7 separate regions of the Mus musculus genome follow, and all the other regions are linked to region 7. The links are chromatin contacts, called in public Hi-C, HiChIP or PLAC-seq and promoter capture Hi-C maps. All regions are on one chromosome and are shown on one strand. Each heading gives the region's core, a stretch centred on a gene start, on an enhancer-like site or on the middle of the called end of the contact. The rest is flanking DNA. Distances are from core to core; before and after follow the strand shown. Region 1 holds the start of Rasgrp1 (RAS guanyl releasing protein 1). Region 2 has its middle 67 kb from the start of Gm32210. Region 3 has its middle 16 kb from the start of Gm32137. Region 4 holds the start of Rad51 (RAD51 recombinase). Region 5 holds the start of Chst14 (carbohydrate sulfotransferase 14). Region 6 has its middle 100 kb from the start of Gm32137. Region 7 holds the start of Fsip1 (fibrous sheath-interacting protein 1).

Region 1 (2,700 bases), core at 75-2,574, 910 kb after region 7:
TCAGGCTCTGTGACAAGAACCTCGGATCTTTTAAACATTTTTTTTCTGTTTCTTTTTGTTTTCTTCCTTTTTTGGGGGGTGGGGGTGGGGGTGTCTTTCATATGTAAGGAACTGAACTATGTAGACCTTCCTCTTGGGCTTGGCTGACCCCTTTGAAGCAAGTGTGTAGTAGATTCTGTTTTCCAAATGTGTAAGCATACATTGGTATGTAATTTTAGACTGCTCTCCACTTCTGGCCCCATTTTATCGGCCTTGTTTTGTTGCTGTTGTTTCTCATACTTATTTTTGTAGGTTGTGTATTCTTGTAAGTGATCCTGAATTCTTTTCTAGGACAACATTGCACATAAACATGAGGAAATGCACGCGTTATAGCAGAAGGAGGTCTTAAAGTCCAGAACGTTGTGGCTGGGAAGATCACGGGATGTGATAGCAATAACGAGGGTGTTATTAGGCCAGTCCAGCAGGGACTTAGAGACGCCAGGCAGAGCTCAGTCTGGGCCACCTCTCTTTTCGGTTTACTGGCTGTGAGAGCCTGGTGTTCTCTAAATCTTACGCAGTGCCCTCTTTGCGTTTGGAGGGGTGGCTTAACGAGGTAACATGTAGGAAACAGCACTGGATCAGCATTAGCTGTTGGTATTACCGTGGCCATGTTCCAGACAAGTAGCAGGTAGGTCTCCCCTCTTGGCCAGGTCTGCTGGCACGCTGACATTGCAAGAAAGCCCCTCCCCTAGCCTTCCACTCCCACTTGGCTCTCTTGGTCTACCACACCCACAAACTCCCAAGCAGCAGCCTCTAACCTGACAGCTCACCTCCACACCCACCGCCTCCTCCGTAGTGCAGTGCACACAGCTAAGTCTTCTCTTTTTTTAAATATGCCAAAGAGAACTAAGTGCGTAGTAGTTTAGGGGGGTTCTGCCTTCCTTGCCCAGACCCGACTGTGTACCCTCACTGATACATACAAGACAGTCCTGCCATCCGGGAAAGGGTCTCAGCAGAGCCCCCACCCCCACCCCCCTAGGGGACTCGTAGCCTTGGGTGGAGGCAACTCTTCGCAAGGCTCTAGCTTTGTCAATTTCGGGGCAACTCACTCTGCACCCCTCGGACCTAACTCTTGGGCTGGGAGAGATGAATGGCAGGCGGGGATGAAGGGAGACGCTAGGGCGGCGCAACTCCTCGGGGCGCTACCAAGTAATGGGGGCAGGATTCGAAGAAGAACTGAGGGCGCCCCACGTTTCCTCCAGCCTGATGATAACATCAACGCCTGTCAGGTGGTTGGTGCGAGAGAGTGTGTGCGCGCGCGGGAGCGAGCGTAGGGAGCGCGCTCGCACAAACTTTGTGCCTGCGGGTGAGCCTGGGTCGGCTCGCCGGGCTCCAAGAGTGGTCGGCTCCGGGCTGCGAGGGCCAGCGGCGGCCGAGGGATGCGCGGCGCCCGGCCGAGCCGATCCCACCGCTCTAGGTGAGACGGCTCCAGGGGCGCAGAGAGCCGCGACCATGGGAACCCTGGGCAAGGCGAGAGAGGCTCCGCGGTGAGTAGCTGCGTCTCCTCGGAGAGCGCTGCACCTCTACTGGGGAAGGATAGCTGAGCGGTGTGCCCTGTGGTCCTCTCCAGTGGGTACCAGGAGGGACTAGACGACCAGGGCGCCTCCCTCGGAGGAGAGTTGCCTACAGGGGTAGACCATGATCGGGGACCTGGGAGCCAGGTCAAGATAGGCGTGATACAGACAACCTCAGAGTCCAGCACACCAGGTCGGGAAGAAAGAGTTGGGGTTGCTGGGGTGGCGAGGCCACAGGTCACCTGGGCAGATCTGGAGTGGTCTGAGCCCAGCCAAACCTTTCACCTACCCAGCGCCCACAACAGTCGACCTCCCTGGATGCTCTCGGTCTGGGCACCCCCCGGGAACTCCCACTCGCACACTTTCCGTGCCCTTGGCACCCGCTGCGGGCGCGGGTCTAGGACAGCGCCACCTTGCGGACTCTCCTGGCCTTTCAGGAGCGACTGGCGGCAATGGCTGCAAGCGGAGGTGGCAGTGCTTGGCTGCCCTTTGAGGAAAAAGAAGTTTCCAAATCAATGGTCTATGAGTCTACACCCCTCCCCTTATACTCTACAGAGATGTTTGGGAGACGGAAGGTGAAGGAAGAATGGCTATGAACAGTCTATCTCTTGGGCAGCAATAAGGAGCCTGGGGTGGGGGTTGGAGGGATGTCAAGAAATTTAGTGTTTGTCCTCAAAACACCAGGACCCCGTAACTGCCTGGACACCACTTAGCCTTTGTTAGGGCCGAGAACGTTGTGTCCTTCACAACGCCATTCACGTGGACTCCGATATGACGGCACCATGCCTGATCTGTAACTATGCCCATTAAAATTCCCTGTTGGGCCATATCATCCCCTGAGTGTTCTCAACCTTACCTTGCGCTACACTATAATGGGTTAGTCCATTGAATTAACTCTGCATTATTGGCGGTGTGGGGCAGGACTGGAAGCTACACTCAGCAGAAATGGCCCTGTGAAAGCTGCCTTTTCTTATAAACAACTATGAGATGTCCCGGCCCTCCTCTGTTTCCTCCTTTGCCCTGTGGATAACTGTGCCTGGAGACTAAGTCCCCCAAATCGGTTCATACTTCGAAACCTCTCCCCAGGCTCTGTGGGGTGGGGAAGGCAGACGCTAACTACTGCAGGGCTGAGAAAACATCTTGAAGT
Region 2 (2,700 bases), core at 199-2,698, 620 kb after region 7:
GGCTCTTTTAACAGTTGTAGAAAGTGATTTAACAATATCAAGTCTCCATTCATGATGGATGGGGCCAGTGAATCAGAAGGAAGAATCTCTCAGCCTGCTCCAATGTCAAATAAAACCCTGGAGTCAAATGCTTGAGAGCCTTTGGGAGTGAAGCAGCCTGACACTATAATGTGTCTTTGTCCCATAGAATCCTTGGATCTATACAATCTGAAGACTGCACTATATCATAGATTAGAGAATTTGGGTAATAAAATATGTTAATATCTTCAAGAGAAACAAAAGAACAAAGATGAGAGGTGGTTTACAACACCTAATCACAAAATACCTTATTATAAAGTTACTCATTTCATGAATGCAAGGTACACACACACACACACACACACACACGTATATGTATATATTGAAAGCGAGAAAGAGACAGAGAGAGAGAGAGAAGATGAATTTATGAATGAATTTAAGAAAGTGAGGCAAAAATCTAGAAATAGAACTACACACATATAGTGACTATGTATTAAATAAAAAGCACCAAAATGATTCTTCAAATCAATCAGTATCAAAAGGGAAGTCTATTTGAGAGTGATTTTGACACCTTGATGTCTATGTTTCTATCATGAACTTCCACTTTTATTTCATAGAACAGTCAAGATAGATCATATGAATAGATAGATAGATCATAAGCATAGATATAAACACCAGACTTCTAGAAAAACACAAGAGTCAATCTCTGCCATTCTTGAAGTAGGCAAAGTATCCATAGCTTGGATAGAAAATCTGTTTATAAATGGGAAAAAAGATGAAATCCCTCAAAATTTAAAATATCTGTTAACAAAGCTCTATTTATTATTAAGAAAACTAGTTGTAAGCCAGGATCCGGGAGAACATATGTATAAGGCATGCCTCTGAAATGATCTCTACTAGGTAGTATAAAGAGTTACTATACCACTTTATACATATGTGTATTCTCCAATATATATTAATATCCAATATTATATAAATATATTTTCCAAACCTTTGGTGGGACAGTTCACAAAGAAAGATACCAGAGGTCCCTGAACCACAAGAAGAAGTTACTAAAATGATTATTAGGAAAATCAACTTAAAACTAAAATGTCACTTCATATACTAGAGGTCCAATCTCTGATAACAATGCTGAATCACTGCATGCCTCATCCGGCATCCGTGTGTAAAGTGTCACCCCCTGCACTGGAAAGCTGGACATGTGTGTAAACACAGAGATTCTATGAAACATCAGCTGCACCCTGAAAAGCAGTGACTGCCGATGTCCACTAAAATAGTTTTTACAAATTCTTGTATTCCTGTTATGCATTGTGCTAAAACTGGAAATCATCCAGGTGTCTATTGAGAAGGAAATGCACCGAGTGCACAGACTTGGGAATATTTATACAATGGAACAATAAATATTGACTCATGATGTGTGTAATACAAAGGACACATTTCAGAAGCATGTTGTGGCCAGATGGAGCCAGTCACAGGTGATGCTGCATAAGTCTGTGTATGTAAACCCTGCAGCAAATAAAATGTGCTGTTAGAAAACAGAGTGCTGGCCAGGATTATGGAGTTAAAACATGGTTTTACTAGAAAGGGGCATGAAGAATCTTGCTGGTATAGAAGTATTTCACATCTTGATTCATTTTAAGGGTTACTCAGATGTGTGTATTTATCAGAACTCTCCAAATACATGTGGATTTCACTACACAGGTGTTACATGTGAGTCAAAGGGAAAAACAATTTACATGAACGTGCACACATATGCACACACACACATACTCTTATTCTTCTTTCCCGTAATGCATTCGAGAAATACTATAAATATCTAGAAATCAGCACTTAGATCATATCTTACTCAAATAGTAACCATTTGCAAATGAACATTTGAAAGAATGACTTTCATCTGTGTGCATAGACCTATCTCTCTCTCTCTCTCTCTCTCTCTCTCTCTCTCTCTCTCTCTCTCTCTCTCTCTCTCTCCCTCTCTCTCCACATGTGTGCGTGCACACATGCACATGTGTATGAGACTGGTCTGGGACCAGAAGAGGGCATCAGATCCCCTGGAGCTGGAGTCACAGGCAGTTTCAAGGCACCTGACATGGAGCTGGGAAACAAACGTGGATTCTCTGTAAGACTTCGGTCTTAACTACTGAGCCTTATCTCCAGTCCCTGCACGCATATTTTAAAATAATGTATAAGAAGCTACTAATAGTATATGCTCCTCTGAAAGTCATGCTGATAAGAGTGAGGTGGTTTGATAGCAACCATTTAATTTACAAAGAAAAGAGCATCAAGCACTCTTAACATATTCCTTACAGTTCTGAGTACATTTTACACACATCTGAGACACACACAAACTTCTTTCATATTTTTAAATTTCCAAATCTTAGACAATTTTGAATTAAACTGCCTGGCAATGGGAAGAAACCCATTTATCTTTGTTGAATAAATTGTTGTTGTTGTTTTTTTTTAATTTCAATCTGTTGCAGTTTTCACAACTTTAGGAACTCATTAGCTTATTCAGAGTGTGCCAAAGGCTGGTCTAAAATTTTCACAGCATGGGCAAATGGTAAAATCAGCTCTCATCCATAGAGACCATTCTGCTGACCTTCTCAATAGCTGTGCAGAGAAAGATGGCACTTCACCTCCGAACGAATGCAGCCGAGCCAGGGAGATGAGCTCATTTGTCAA
Region 3 (2,700 bases), core at 111-2,610, 800 kb after region 7:
ATCACTAAACCAATCATTTTCAGCCAATTCTTTCTTAGCTATGTTCTTAGTTTATGTGCAGAAATGATAAGGATAAAATATATTTACTTAGTAATTAATACATAAGAATTTTTATTAGGAGTAATGTATGTGTTACAACAGATGGAAGGGACACCCCAAGAGCTAGGAATGAAGCTCAGGGGAGAGTGCTTAGGGACCAGGCACAAAACCCTGAATTTGATATCTCCCATTAAAATAGAAAAAATTTGAAGAAAACACTTTGGATAAAACCTGCAGAGTACTCCATGTACTAAAGGCACAGACATTTCATGACAATATTCCTATTGTCTAGAGCACTGGCCCTCAACCTGTGGGCCATGACCCCTTTGGCAAACCTCTGTCTCCAAAAATATTTACATTAAGATTTATAACAGTTATGAAGTACCAAAGAAAATAATTGTATGGTTGGAGTCACTACGACATGAGTGGATTAAAGGGCCACAGGACTAGGAAAATTGAGACCCACTAGTCTAGGGCTTCTGACCTAGTCTAAGCCAATGACAGCAGAGGAAAGGTAGGTTCACAGCTCAAGAAGAGCTGTCCCCACAGGTACAGCTGCTATAGAACAACACTGGCCCTGGGAGGCCCAACTCCAGTGTAACTGCAGCCTTCTGAAGGAAAGCATAGATGAATGCTTGAACACCACACCCGAGGCCCAGTACTCACTCACAAAATTACAAATATGCAATCCAGTTTGGGTGGAAAATAGATGGAGGTGAAGCTGTTTCTTCATCCTCACTGACGCGGATAACTACAGTGTCTATTTTGCAAGGTTTTGTGAAAATCAAAATGATGCCTTTCAGCACGCTGTAGAGAGCCCGGCCTGACCGTTAGGTCATGAATAGGAGTCATTATTATGTACCAGACATTCAGGCAGCCGCAGAAACTGGGTCCAGCCAAGGCGTTTGCTTCTCCATCTCCAGCACAAATATTTATTCTTTATATGAAAAATTCTTTTCCTGTTTTATATGAAACTTTCTTTCCCCAGTAAACAACTATAAATCTCAAGTACACATCTGGATCTCAGGGAAGCCCAATAGAAATCAGGCAGAGTTGATGAAAAGGTTCTATAGTCTTCCGGAAAGCACTACAGCCTGTGGGGGCCTCCATGGGGACTCGTGCATGCCGTGCGGAGGCTTTCCCTCATCACACCAGGGAGCAAAGGCATCCGGCCATCTCAGTGTCATTTTCAATATTATCTATAATGATGAAAAATTGGGGGAAGAGAGAGAGGGAGGGAGTTCTCTATATGAGGCACAGGAATCCTGTACAGACGCAAGTAGTCATGCAGAACACTTTGTCCTTAGGAAGTCTGCTAGCTCTGTAAACACAGATGGCCATGCTGTTGAGAACGACCTCTCTGAGGGCTTCGCTAGCAAACTGAAAGACACTACGCCCCATCTCATAATTTTCTATGTCACCATGACTATCCATGTGGGTACAACCAATGTCTGTCTTGGAACACTTTCCTTCTGGTGTCTGGAATCCACAAGCTCTTGTTCTCTTCAAACTTGAAAGCTTTTGTCACTTTGACCTTGGGTGTCTTACAACCACACTCAAGCCAACCGAGTTAATTGGCTTAGATGTGCTTAAGACTGGCGCAAAGCCCCTCACTCCCTGCCCAGCATAGCAACACTCTATTTCTAAAAACAGCCTGTGGGAAATTTACAAGGTCATGCTCACATTATTTACATGCAAATGAGAAAAGAAAATATATTCCAAAAGGGCATACTTTAAATACAAATGCTAGAAGACCTTACAAATACATACGAGAGACAGACAGTCTGTTAGCTTCCTCTCAAGATGCCCCAGAAAGGGAGCCAACTGCCTGAGCAGTCACAAAGGGTGTGGACAAACCCCATGATTCATGGCACCAAATATTTTATTTATGTTAATTTTTATAGAAAGAAATGTTTTCCTGACATTTAAATTATTGAATATAAACATGATGTAAAATATATGCATTTCTAAAAGCCCATTTGTATACAGTCACTGTATGTTGGTTTTGGAGCAGGAAGAAAGCCCAGGAATTCTGGGAACAGGAATGCATAGCACATATTTAGTCTGCAAAGCTCAGGCTCGCTGTGAGGCTCAGAGCCCATGACTTCAGGGCAGAATTCAAAGTCAGCACTTCATTATCTTTCAGCCATAGTTAGATGTTAATTTTTACTTTAAGAATTTCATTTGAAAAAAAATGCGATAGTCAATTAATTCTACTGTTTAAAAATGGCCTGTTTTAAGCAGTTATTGGAATTAATCTTTAAAATGCAACTAAAGACATTTGTTAATAATGGGTAAATTCTAAACAGTGTGTAACATTCAGATAAACCAAATTTGATTTATAAAATTAACAGATGTTTTCAACAGCCTGGTAGATCTAAAGGTACATGATCCAGGTTCTCTGAAAAGGGCCTGTCCTGCTGTGTTGAGAGAAAAGTTGGTGTACACCACCATCTTCTGGTCAGGTTCATGTATGAAACAAGAGTGTTCTCTGCACAGCAGGGAAAGCGGAGGGTCTCAGGAGGGACACTTCCAATGTCTTTAAAGTGCACATCAAGTCGGAAGAGACTTCCACATATTAAACCTAAAAAATGAAAGTATGATGTGTACTTTGGGAAGCCCTCAAGATGTAATTGGTGCTTAATATTCAAACTACAGCAC
Region 4 (2,700 bases), core at 48-2,547, 860 kb before region 7:
TTGAAAGATTTTATTTTATGTATATGAGTACACTGCAGTTGTACTGATGGCTGTGAGCCACCATGTGGTTGCTGGGATTTGAACTTGGGACCTTCAAAAGAGCAGTCAGTGCTCTTAACCACTGAGCCCTCTCTCTAGCCCCCAATATATTCACTTTGTATTCACTCACGTATACACTTGTATTTTATACATCTTTGTATTTTATACTTCATTTTATTTTTATTTCTTGGAAGTTCCTTTTAGATTTCTTTTTTGTTCATGAGAATTTTGCCTGCATACATGTGTGCGTACCACAAGCATGCCTGGTATCTGAGGTCAGAAGGCGGCACTGGATCCCCTGGAACTGGAGTTATGGTTGGTTGTAAGCCACCATGTGGGTACAGGAGCTGAACTCAGTTCCTTGGGAAGAGCAGCAAGTGCTCTTAACAGCAGAGCCACCTTCCAGCCCCTGTTCTTCACTTTTCCTTTTCTGAGACAGCTCTTCCATTTGTGGCTCAGGATGGTCTTGAAACTGTCATCCTCCTGCCTCTCCCAAGTGCTACGATTATATAGGTGAGTCATCTAGCCAAGATTCTCTTTAGAAATTTGTTTTATTTCTCGGTCTTTGCTACTCTTTTGCTTACGCAATCTTTGAACTCTGGGGCCTTCTACTTCAGTCTCCAGAGAGACCAGCCACTACCCTCATTTTAAAGTAACCAAGAATCTGTTAGCCCTGGCCCTACTACGTAACAGCTGTGAGCACTTTTCTCTGATCTCAGCTTCCTGCGTCCGGACCACAGAAGTGAACCTGAAAGTTTGTAAATCCCAGCATTGGGAGACTAAGGGTAGCAGTTCGAGCCCTGCCCAGCCTAGGTCGTGACCTCGGGTCTCAAAACAAATGCTTGAAGTACAGGTCGGTTTTCTCCACAACGAATTCAGTGGGTCAGTTAGCGTCGGTCGGTTGGTCGCCCTGCTCCGCCTTTCTCCGGTTTCTCAGCGTAGAGGGGACCCACAAAGCTGGCTACGGGAGCACTGGCCTGAGCCGGCTCAAGAAGCCGAGCGGCCATGGAAGGGGTGCGCCGGCGCCGCACACTCACCTGTCCCGCGGCCACGGGCCGCTCGCTCCTCCGGGCAGCCGGCTCTGCACACACCACACTCCCCCCACTTCACCCGGCTCGAACGCGCTTCGTTGCTCCTCTGTCAGGTTTTCTACGAAAAATTTCAGTCTTCCTGGCCACACCTGTGGGAGCGCCTCGGCTTTGCCCAGGCGCGGATCTGCGCACGGCGCGCGACTTTCGGAAATCCCGCCAAATCCTCACGCTCCTATCGCTGCAACGTCATCACGCCTTTCTCCGACCCGCCTCATACCTACTTCCGCTTCTGCTGCGAACCTGACGGACATGCCGGACGGCTTTGAAGCCGAGTGATTTCGTAGGGTCACTCTTCCCTTCCTTTATGATTGTTCTGATCCGGCCTTTCTGGTTACCCGACTGAGGACTACAAGTCTGCAAAGACGATGTGATCAGCCCAGGACTACATAACCCAGAATGCACTGCTGCGGAAGCACCTCTGCAAAACTTCTTGCACAGCGGATGTGGACTTCGGTCAGAAAGGCTTTGGCCAGTTCTGGCAGAGTGTGGATCTTTGGTAGTTGGGATGGTATGCTTTGGAACCAGGTGTTCTCTTGGTCTCTGTGGGCGGCAGAGATGAAGAAGCTGGAATAAAGATAAAACCTGCGAATGGAGCCAGCGATTAGAAAACCAGTGTGGGAATCAGCGAGGTGGAAAAAAAAAACCTTTTAATTGGGCGGGGGTTGGGACCGGTGGATATAATCTAAATATATACATTCATAAAACTACCAAAAACTAAAGCGAAATAACTCACTCTCTAGTGTTTTTTTTCTTCTCTCGCTTTGTAGTGGTTACTCCAGAAAAGTAGGAGCAAAATTGAATAAAGTAAAGGTTTGTGGAGTTTGCCAGGAACTTCGTATGTTTCTTGTTATACATCTAGGTGTTTTCAGACAAGATCTCATACTCCTTGAACTCTTTTTTTTTTTTTTTTTTTTTTTTTTTTGGTTTCGAGACAGGGTTTCTCTGTGTAGCCTTGGCTGTCTGGACTCACTTTGTAGACCAGGCTGGCCTCGAACTCAGAAATCCGCCTGCCTCTGCCTCCCAAGTGCTGGCGTGTGCCACCACCGCCCGGCTCCTTAACTCTATGCCAAGAATGACAATCCTTCTCCCACCTTTGTTTCCTGTACTGCTGGAACATTACTATGTTCTGTGTTGGGGATTGAATCCTGGATTGTATGCATGCCACACAAGCACTTCAACAACGTAGCTGCATGCTTAGCTGAAAATTACTTATATTTAATGAGTACACTGTAGCTGTCTTCAGACATCCAGAGGGCATCAGATTCCATTTACAGATGGTTGTGATTCCATTTACAGATGGTTGTGAGCCACCATGTGGTTACTGGGAACTGGACTCAGTGCTCCTAACTGCTGAGCCATCTCTTCAGCCCTAGGTAATTTTTTTTTTAAGATTTATTTATTATATGTAAGTACCCTGTAGCTGTCTTCAGACACTCCAGAAGAGGGCATCAGATTTCGTTACGGATGGTTGTGAGCCACCATGTGGTTGCTGGGATTTGAACTCAGGACCTTCGGAAGAGCAGTGGGAACTCTTAACCACTTAAGCCATCTCGCCAGCCCCAGGTAATTA
Region 5 (2,700 bases), core at 12-2,511, 670 kb before region 7:
ACATTGGGCAGTGGGTAAGCAAAGAGGGAGAAGTCCAGGATATACTTAGGTAGCACATCTTGAAGCAGGGCCCGTGGAACATTGCACAAGTGGTAATGCAGACTTTCTGGGCTGGCTGGCCGGTACCAGGCCTGGCGAGCTGGGAACCGGACATGGGGTGGGGCCCGCACCCACTCCAGCACCTGGTTGGCATCAGCCTCCAGCCTCTCATAGGAACCCACGAAGTCGTAGTGCACAGCACATGGTTGGCACAGGTGGTACACAGGCATCCAATGCTCATTCATATGTTCAGGATCCTCATCCACCAGGTATCTCAGGAACTCTGGGAAGGTGACATCGTCCCCTGCAGGGCTGGGGCCAGCTCCAGCCCTGTAGCGCCTGACAATTTCGGCCCCATATCGCTGCTGGTACTCTCGGATCTCTCCAAACTTGTTACGGTAAGCAGACAGGAGGCGTTCCAAGGGGTCTCGCACAAACAGGAACTTGAAGTAGTGCTGCAGACGGTAGCGAATCTCCTCAGGCCGCAGGTCTGCCAGAAACACCAAGTCACTGCGGTGGTCCATCTTGAGGCGGACATCCACGTTGTTCAGGATGCCAGCCAGCACCTTCAGCACACGTTTCCAGTTAGAGCAGGCCACTTTGGGGACATAGCAGTAGAGGAAGCGGTAGCGGTCACTTACGAGAATGTGGCGCAGCAGGGTGCGCCGCTGTCCCACCGGCAAGTCCCAGGGGTCCCGGGGCATGCCTGGTTGTCCGCACACGGCCCTCAAGGTCCGGTTTCGGATGTCCTCCCTCACTTGCAAGTCCGAGTCCCCAGCATCCAAGGATAGGCCTCTAGGCTTAGGATCTGTCCCGCTCCAGGCCGCGCCTTTGTGGCTGGGAGGGTGCAGGGGAAGGGGTTTCATCTCCGATAGGATGCCTCGCTCGATCATGAGCAGCAGTCCGCTGGAGGCCACGATTACAGCGAACATCAGCATGGACGGCAGCAGCAGGGGCGGCCCCCCGAGCCCAGCCCGGGCCCGGCCCAATGGGGCCCGCCTTGGCGTGCGGCCCAGGGTCTCCGCGCTTTTCGGGGCAGCCAGTGGGGTCAGAGGGCGGGGAAACATGGTGCTGCGGCCAGACCTCGCCGACCTCGAGGCTGCAGGGGAGGTGACTGCAGCAGGGGCTGGAGGTCTCGGGAGGGGAGGGATAGTGGGTGGCCAGCTCCCGGGGTGCAGGCAGGGACCAGGGCCGGATGTCCCGCCCGGCCGCTCTTCTCTCCCCGCCCCTCCCTGATACAGGCGCGAGGGCGGGCCCACGTTGTGGGGCGGGGAGAGGGGCGGGTGCCCGAGTCCTAGGAGCTAGTTGCGGGAGGCCGCAGGCGGACCCTAGCCCGGGAGAGAACTCATGAGCCTGGGCCACTCCAGACAAAATGAGACCTGGAAAGCAGGAGCTACTGAGATCCCGTGTCTCTTTAACACGTGTCCTCTTGGTGCTCCATTTAAGATTTGCACCCTCCATCCTGCTTTAAACTGCTCTGGAACCGCTGTCCCTCCAGCTGTGACCTGAATGCAGGACAACCCACCACTCAGTCGGTCTAGACATAAAGGAGATCTGTCCTGACCGGAAGCATGGTCCTTAGCCGCTTGTACCAGTCCCAGCCCAGGGCAGGGCCACTCTGTCAAGCTCTGGCTAATGTCTCCATGGTGACATTTTGCTTTAGTAATTCCTAGGGACTAGTGCTTATCTACTGAGCAATGCTGATCTGTCTGTAAAAGGAATCTCCCCTGCCAAGTCTGAAGCAGTAGGCTAACTGGGACACTCTGGTCGGAGGCTATGGACAAGTACCTCGGGACCACGTATGGCCAATATATACTTCAGGACAACCTACAAGTACAACGCAGCAACCACAGAAAGGCCTCTTTGCTTGGAGCCAAGATGTACCCAGTGGCAACAGATTGGTCAGAGTACTTTGAACAGCAGCATACAACTAGTCCCTAAGCACTACAGCTTGACTTCGTGTGGGGCCCCAACAAGGCTTAAGACAACAGAACTGGGGAACAAATCACGTTTTTTTGTTGTTGTTGTTGTTGTTTGTTTTTAACTATTTCCTATAGTCATCAGCCACTTGACAGTAGATTCTGTGGCTGTTCACATTGTATGGACTCTGGGGTAGCTGTGACTGAAGGTTTTGTTGTTGTTGTTGTTTAGGTATGGGTTTCACTGGCTAGCCAAGGCTGACTTTCAGACCCAATTCCTAGTCATGACAGCACATTAGATGGGAGGACGAAGAATTGACTTTGGTACAGGTTATGCCCAGAGGATGATGAAAGGACTGGGTGGGAATGGTGAGACTATGAAGCTGATTAGGCAGATGAGGGGGTCTGAGGGATAAAGTGACGTGTGTGTGTGTGTGTGTGTGTGTGTGTGTGTTGTTGTTGTTCAGAGAGCCACACAGAAAACATGGGGTAAATGTCTGAACTGGGAGGTTCAGTGGCTTTAAAGTTGGATGCTGGGTGCATCTCAGGCCACTTCTGACCCTTCACTACACTGCTGTCCCTTTCTAGGCAGTGTATAGATTTCTGGTGGTGGGATTGCCTGCTCCATTTGTCTGTAAAGTGACACCTCTTAGAACTCTCGTGGGCAGCACACTGATGGCTGTCCATACCATGGGATAGCCTACCCATGTCATGGGGATGAAAGCTCTGATCTCATCACCAC
Region 6 (2,700 bases), core at 49-2,548, 710 kb after region 7:
CTAAAGCTCTGGTTAGCTGGGATTTCCTATGGAACTGATATACCCTTGCTAGTTCCCCAATGATGCCACCCTCTGGTAAAAATCAAGAGCTGCCAGTGAGGTGCAGGCCCGCTGCTGGGCTCATGTTCCCTCCCAAGCACATACACAAATAGGAAGAGGACTTCCAGGGTATCATTTCGTAGCCAGCAAGTGTCTTGGGTTTCACTTCAGTGGTTAAGGATGTGTCACCCAGGCGCCTTAGCAAGGGGCACTTCCAACCTTCAATTAAAGAGCTGTCATTTGCTCTATATATTAACATCCAGAACAACAAACACACTGTGACATGGTCATTAGAGACAGCCATAATCCATGGCCCGCTGTGTATTGATGTCAAGCCTGCTGCGCTTGACAACTGAAATAATCCCAAAGAAAGCATGCGCTTTCAGAGCCAGCACTCCAGTGAGGATATCCACCCCTGGCTGCCTTCCATCGTCCCACCTCTATCTTGATTCAACCACAGAGTTTTAAATCCTTTATCTTTTTTACAGAAAGACAACCACTTCTCATACTGGGAACTGTACTACAGGTTTTCATTGGTGGGACCTAGTGGGAAATCTTTACTGCAGGCACATAATAAAATTTCACGTTGTTATGATCCTAATCCAAAGGATGTCATGATAGAATGGACCTTAGGACTGACTTGTAAACGCAACCAACTAAACAAGCAAAACAACCTAGAGGTCATGAAGCACATGGGAAATGGAGAAAAAAACTCTAGATAGACAGAAAGGCTAATGGAAAGTCTCTCCACCTCTCTGTGGAAAGTGAGCAGTTTTCTTTCCACTGAAGAGCCTGTGTTGGTCACATCCTGTCCATACATCACAGATGCAAGTCCCACGGATGCAGCCACCTGAGAGCAGGGGAGAAGATGCATATTATATGCACTGATAAATCACTTAGGAGGCATGATCCTGCACCATCCAAGGAATACAAGGATCTAAATGTTAACTAGGGAAGCAAGAAAAAGAAGTAAACCTCAGCGGCCCAGAGTACTCCGGGGCCCAGAAAACAAAAGCAAAACAAACAAAACTCATGAATGGGTTAAAAAGCAGAGCTTATCTCTTAATGGTGCTGCAGCAACTGTCCAGTGGGCCACTGCGGGGATCTCAATGGGAAGTATCCCTGAGAGGGAATCTGTTGTTGGTACATAATATACAGCATCCTTCCTGGTTATTACTTGATAGGCATGGGCTACCCTCATGCATCCTCATCCAGAGGCTGCCTCCGGGCTGAGTCACAAGGCTCTGGCCTGTTGGCCTGTTGCATGTCAGCAGAGCCAGCTCCCTTGAATGACTCACAGGGACACTTGATGGTCCTAGCATCCTGCAGCAGCAGTCTTCCTCAGAAGGAAGCTAGAGAACACACAGGCTCGCCGACCTCTAAATATGTGTGCATCTTTAGAGGAGTCACTGTTCTTTTACATTATTCTGCCTCTGTTTTTACTAATAAGGTGTTATTTTTATGTGTGTGAGAATATATGTGCTTGTTTAGGTGGGGGTGCACACGTGTTGGTGGGTGCACATGAATGTGTGTGCAATACTTACTGAACTTAGGAGACAGTCTTTAAGAAACAACATCCTTAGGACATCCTTAACAATTCCTATCCCCCTTTTTTTTTGACAGCATCTCTCATTGGCACACACACACACACACACACACACACGGGGGGGGGGGGGGAAGAGAGAGAGAGAGAGAGAGAGAGAGAGAGAGAGATCCAATAAGGTCTTCAAAGTAACTCTGAAAGAATTGCATTCCCATTCTTTTCTCTGAACACAGACACAGAAGATGTTCTTCAAATGGCTATGTTCTGCAAATGCAAATACCCTGTTGGGAAGGTTGTATTTACAAACAGCCAAACACACTGTCTTGTTTTATTCCAATGAGCTCCAATGAACAGAGGAGATGAATATGTGAGGCAAATTGATAGAGACTTTCAGGTTTTCTGGAGAACTTAATAGATTTTTACAGACCTAGCATGGGTCTCTAATATCCTCAAGAAATCGCAGCCCTTTTCAAACTTTTCTTTCTCCTTTGTCGTGATCAGAATTTTCTATGTATTGTCGCCACCTGCTGGGAAATCGTAGGATCGGCTTCTGGTGGCATGTAAGGAGGACACCTAGCCAGCACAGGGAGGTGTGAGAGATGAGATTGTCAAATTCATGCATGGCTTTCATTCCAGAAGGAGTCACTCACCTGGCCTTGGCACTCAGGAGTCTGAGCTTTAATAGTCTTCTGGATTCAGAGCTAAAGTCTACATTCCCGCTGGTAAATCATCTGAGTGTTGAATCACCTCCTCTCTGAAATATTTTCCTTCTGTGTGATCTCAGTGATACTTCTGTTTAGGCTAATTTTCTACTGATGTGTTTTGATCAGGAATGGAAACTAACTACTTCCAGTACTCTGGGGGAAAGCCCTCTGCATGTTTGCAGACTGGTTCACAAGTGTGCCTAGTTTCTCTACAAATGTCTTCAGTTTTGTTTTTCTTTTTCTTTAAATTGACTTTGGCCCATTTTCAAAAAGGTACTCTCCATTTCTATATATCATTCCTAAATACTTCCAACACCTCTGTCTCTTTCCATACTGGGAGAACATGACACCCCATCAAGGAATCTTGCTAAAGGCAAATACAATGGAGCCATTGTCATGTGGACCCCTCTCAGA
Region 7 (2,700 bases), core at 113-2,612:
GCTCCCACTGAGGAAACTACTAGTAGAGTATCACAAACATCTAATTGAGGGTGGGAACCTTGCAGATATGAGGAACACTTGGATTCAGATACACTTGAATGCAGGTCTGGTAGCATGTCCGACTTGAGGATGGTACCAAAGGTGCTGAGCTGAGCCTGGGAGAATGGTGTGGGGAAGACGGTATAGGAAGGGCTGCAGTGGGGAGAGGGGACTATAGAAAAGTGGCTTGATTTTGATCTGCTTAGTTTGCGAGGGTTCTCATGCCTTATGAGGTTCAAGGGAGTCATTTGACCTGGAGTCCGAAACAAAGGATCAATAGCACCCAGATGGTATTCACAGCCAGGGTTTTGCCCTCAGCACCATCTTAACTTGTAGCTGTGATCTTTGGGCAACTCAAGTCATACTTATTTGCTCTGATGAAAAAAGACCAGAGAAACACTGTATTTACCCCAAAGCATGAGGATAAAGGGGCTCTGAGTATGAAAATACCTTGTAAACAACCAAGGGCAATTCAGACTGAAACGCAGCAGAGGTTGCGCGGTACTGAGAATGAAGAAAGAGCATCAGTTTGGTGATCCAGGCAATGAGCCCTAATGCACTGTACACAGAGAAATGATTGGTAGCTGTGGAGGTATATACTGCCATCATAATCCTTCTTATTCTACTACAGCCCAGTCTTTACAGGACGTATATGTATATATACGCATATGTATATATACACTGTATTATACATTATACTTTATGCACACTGCTATTATATACACATGTATTACACACACACACACACTCACACAGCTCTCCAAATTTTACAAGACCTTCACATACGAGATCTGTTTGAGTTGCACATCAGTCTTGCAAGGAAGAGAGGATAGTGATATGGGAAGTAACTGATCTGAGAGGACACCTGGTCGGTAGAACATTCTAGTAGCCGGTGAGAGCTATGTAAACATGGAGATCCTCGTTCCAGAGGCCAACCTGAATATGAACAAACCATTCCCACCCAGAACATTCACTGAAAAGAAGGTTATAGGAGGGCCACAGTCACACCCCCTCCAATCCCAACCAGGACAGCAGTCTTCTTGTAACTTCCGGTCCCCAATACCCAATTCTTTTTTTTTTTTTTTTGCTTTTTTCGAGACAGGGTTTCTCTGTGTAGCCTTAGCTGTCCTGGAACTCACTCTGTATACCAGGCTGGCCTCGAACTCAGAAATCCGCCTGCCTCTGCCTCCCAAGTGCTGGGATTAAAGGCGTGCGCCACCACGCCCGGCTTCAATACCCAATTCTTGAAGGTACGGGACCTTTAAACCTATCGCGAGACTGTGATCTGCGCGCTTCTAGTTGCCAGGGCAACAGCGTTCTTTGAGACAGCGGTCTCCTGCTGCCTCTTTCATCTTCACAGAGGAGGCGGTGGCGGGAAAAACCGGTCCCCTTCGAAGGGAAGTGGAGAGAGTCAGTGTCTAGGCGTCCAGCTTTCTTCCCCACCGAGAAGTTGAGGGGCCGCACGCACCACGGGCAGAGGTTGGTAGCCGCTGGCCACGGCAGAGGGCGAGGTGGAGGTGTGGCCTGATGTGCCAGAGGAGGGTGAGAGGGCGGACTCTGTCCCCGAGGGCTGTGGGTGTGGCCTGTTCGCCCAGGCCAGCATGGGGTGGCCACAGGGGCGTGGCTATGTCTGGGAGTCTCAGAAGCTACTGCCCGGGCAGAGGCGTGATCTCTGCTGAAAACTCTTTCTGCATTAGTGCATCCTTACGAGCCTTCTTCCCACTGAGGTCTGGAGCACTAGTCAGTAGCATAGTCCTTAAAAGTGGCACAGGAAAAATGAGACTAGAGAGAGGGTTTGTAAACATTGATCTGGGACTTAGCTTTCCCAATGGAAGAAATGTAAACCAAACGTATAGGTAGATACCTTTGGGCATCCACCAGCCTGGGGACTATGAATAGGCCTTTCAGACAATAAGACAGGGAGCAAACAATCTGGAGACACAACCAGTTTTGCCTCATCACACCGGACGTGTACTATCTACACGAGCTGATCAAAAAATGTAATAAAACGTTGGCGTGTATGAGCAGTTATTTGTTACCATTAGAATCTGGTCACATCTCTACTTCACTGAATAGCATAAAGTAACTGGTATTTTAATTTTGATTCTTTTGGTGCACTGTGTTTCATTAAATGAGGAAATGTATAAAACAAAAATTTCTTTTTGTCCCAGTTTCCCTTTTTATTGTAGACCTCCATAAGACCGGGATATGATTACTAATAACCATGCAACAGAGTCAGAGAGCCATGTCTTGAAATCTTCTCTGCCAAGGAAACTAATCCATGGTTTTTCAGTTTTGCCTCAGGCAAATGTTTAAGGCAAGGGCAGAAAGCAGCCACTTTCTTTGCCAAATACAGGAATGTTCTGTCCTTCTGTCGCCCAGGTGCTAGTATTGTTTTCCCCTGAAATGGCCTGAGGTCCGTAGGCCTCTGCAGTCTGCCTTGCTCTCAGCATTATTGCCTTCTAACCTCCCACCAGGATGCTCTTTAAGCTCTTCATCAGCATCCAACTGCTTTCCTAGTCCAGAGTCTTATAAAAGAACGCCTTCAATTGACTTACAGCTTCAGAGGCTTAGAGTCCATCATGGCGGAGCAAAGGCACGGAAGCAGAAACAGCTGAGAGCCCACATCTTGATCTGAAAGTAGAAAGCAGAGCTAAGTGG

The links. Promoter capture Hi-C pulls out the DNA fragments that hold promoters and counts their contacts. A called contact is a pair of places that touch in the nucleus more often than the background predicts. HiChIP or PLAC-seq counts read pairs in DNA pulled down with a chosen protein or histone mark.
Region 1: a promoter capture Hi-C map of embryonic stem cells shows a contact between it and region 7, with 3 times the contacts expected there. The contact joins the promoter of Rasgrp1 here to the promoter of Fsip1 in region 7. A contact is called at or near these places in 3 of 39 promoter capture datasets (cranial neural crest and embryonic stem cells), 1 of 484 Hi-C or Micro-C datasets (pre-hematopoietic stem cells), 4 of 115 datasets of contacts at active chromatin or transcription factors (embryonic stem cells, large pre-B cells, microglia and 1 more) and 1 of 9 other capture datasets (embryonic stem cells).
Region 2: a contact with region 7 is called in a FOXA1 HiChIP or PLAC-seq map of pancreatic cancer cells. The contact joins the enhancer-like site here to the promoter of Fsip1 in region 7. A contact is called at or near these places in 1 of 39 promoter capture datasets (embryonic stem cells), 3 of 484 Hi-C or Micro-C datasets (cerebral cortex, myocytes and nephron progenitors), 2 of 115 datasets of contacts at active chromatin or transcription factors (large pre-B cells and pancreatic cancer cells) and 2 of 9 other capture datasets (adipose tissue and liver).
Region 3: a contact with region 7 is called in a Hi-C map of granulosa cells, with 4 times the contacts expected there. The contact joins the enhancer-like site here to the promoter of Fsip1 in region 7. A contact is called at or near these places in 7 of 39 promoter capture datasets (the 3T3-L1 cell line, embryonic stem cells, frontonasal cranial neural crest and 3 more), 3 of 15 datasets of contacts at CTCF or cohesin (the NIH/3T3 cell line, large pre-B cells and pro-B cells), 74 of 484 Hi-C or Micro-C datasets (the 3T3-L1 cell line, 3T3-L1-derived adipocytes, the AML12 cell line and 42 more), 7 of 115 datasets of contacts at active chromatin or transcription factors (astrocytes, bone marrow-derived dendritic cells, embryonic forebrain and 4 more) and 2 of 9 other capture datasets (adipose tissue and embryonic stem cells).
Region 4: an H3K27ac HiChIP or PLAC-seq map of large pre-B cells shows a contact between it and region 7, with 2.7 times the contacts expected there. The contact joins the promoter of Rad51 here to the promoter of Fsip1 in region 7. A contact is called at or near these places in 2 of 115 datasets of contacts at active chromatin or transcription factors (large pre-B cells and pro-B cells).
Region 5: a contact with region 7 is called in a promoter capture Hi-C map of embryonic stem cells, with 4 times the contacts expected there. The contact joins the promoter of Chst14 here to the promoter of Fsip1 in region 7. A contact is called at or near these places in 2 of 39 promoter capture datasets (embryonic stem cells and pre-B cells).
Region 6: a contact with region 7 is called in a Hi-C map of uterus, with 7 times the contacts expected there. The contact joins the enhancer-like site here to the promoter of Fsip1 in region 7. A contact is called at or near these places in 14 of 39 promoter capture datasets (the 3T3-L1 cell line, 3T3-L1-derived adipocytes, cranial neural crest and 8 more), 5 of 15 datasets of contacts at CTCF or cohesin (the NIH/3T3 cell line, large pre-B cells, pro-B cells and 1 more), 149 of 484 Hi-C or Micro-C datasets (the 3T3-L1 cell line, the 63-12 cell line, the AML12 cell line and 84 more), 17 of 115 datasets of contacts at active chromatin or transcription factors (the NIH/3T3 cell line, astrocytes, bone marrow-derived dendritic cells and 12 more) and 3 of 9 other capture datasets (adipose tissue, embryonic stem cells and liver).

What each region holds. Positions count from the first base shown.
Region 1 is chr2:117,341,501-117,344,200 of GRCm38.p6, reverse strand. It overlaps Rasgrp1 (RAS guanyl releasing protein 1), which reads left to right and starts at 1,324. Exons shown (of 17, transcript NM_011246.3): 1 at 1,324-1,526. The coding sequence starts at 1,492.
Region 2 is chr2:117,636,304-117,639,003 of GRCm38.p6, reverse strand. No RefSeq gene overlaps it. Among named protein-coding and RNA genes, the nearest start is that of Gm32210, 67 kb to the left of the region's middle. Within about 2 kb of position 1,448, at least 7 of the 459 cell types and tissues checked have an H3K27ac peak or open chromatin away from gene starts, as enhancers often do. A contact at or near this core is called in pancreatic cancer cells, where this site is marked.
Region 3 is chr2:117,455,006-117,457,705 of GRCm38.p6, reverse strand. No RefSeq gene overlaps it. Among named protein-coding and RNA genes, the nearest start is that of Gm32137, 16 kb to the right of the region's middle. Within about 2 kb of position 1,360, at least 14 of the 459 cell types and tissues checked have an H3K27ac peak or open chromatin away from gene starts, as enhancers often do. A contact at or near this core is called in embryonic fibroblasts, granulosa cells and tail fibroblasts, where this site is marked.
Region 4 is chr2:119,111,411-119,114,110 of GRCm38.p6, reverse strand. It overlaps Rad51 (RAD51 recombinase), which reads right to left and starts at 1,297. Exons shown (of 10, transcript NM_011234.5): 1 at 1,077-1,297.
Region 5 is chr2:118,925,058-118,927,757 of GRCm38.p6, reverse strand. It overlaps Chst14 (carbohydrate sulfotransferase 14), which reads right to left and starts at 1,261. Exons shown (of 1, transcript NM_028117.3): 1 at 1-1,261. The coding sequence starts at 1,106.
Region 6 is chr2:117,541,094-117,543,793 of GRCm38.p6, reverse strand. No RefSeq gene overlaps it. Among named protein-coding and RNA genes, the nearest start is that of Gm32137, 100 kb to the right of the region's middle. Within about 2 kb of position 1,298, at least 38 of the 459 cell types and tissues checked have an H3K27ac peak or open chromatin away from gene starts, as enhancers often do. A contact at or near this core is called in the C2C12 cell line, the HL-1 cell line, the NIH/3T3 cell line and 5 more, where this site is marked.
Region 7 is chr2:118,255,618-118,258,317 of GRCm38.p6, reverse strand. It overlaps Fsip1 (fibrous sheath-interacting protein 1), which reads left to right and starts at 1,362. Exons shown (of 12, transcript NM_001374672.1): 1 at 1,362-1,518.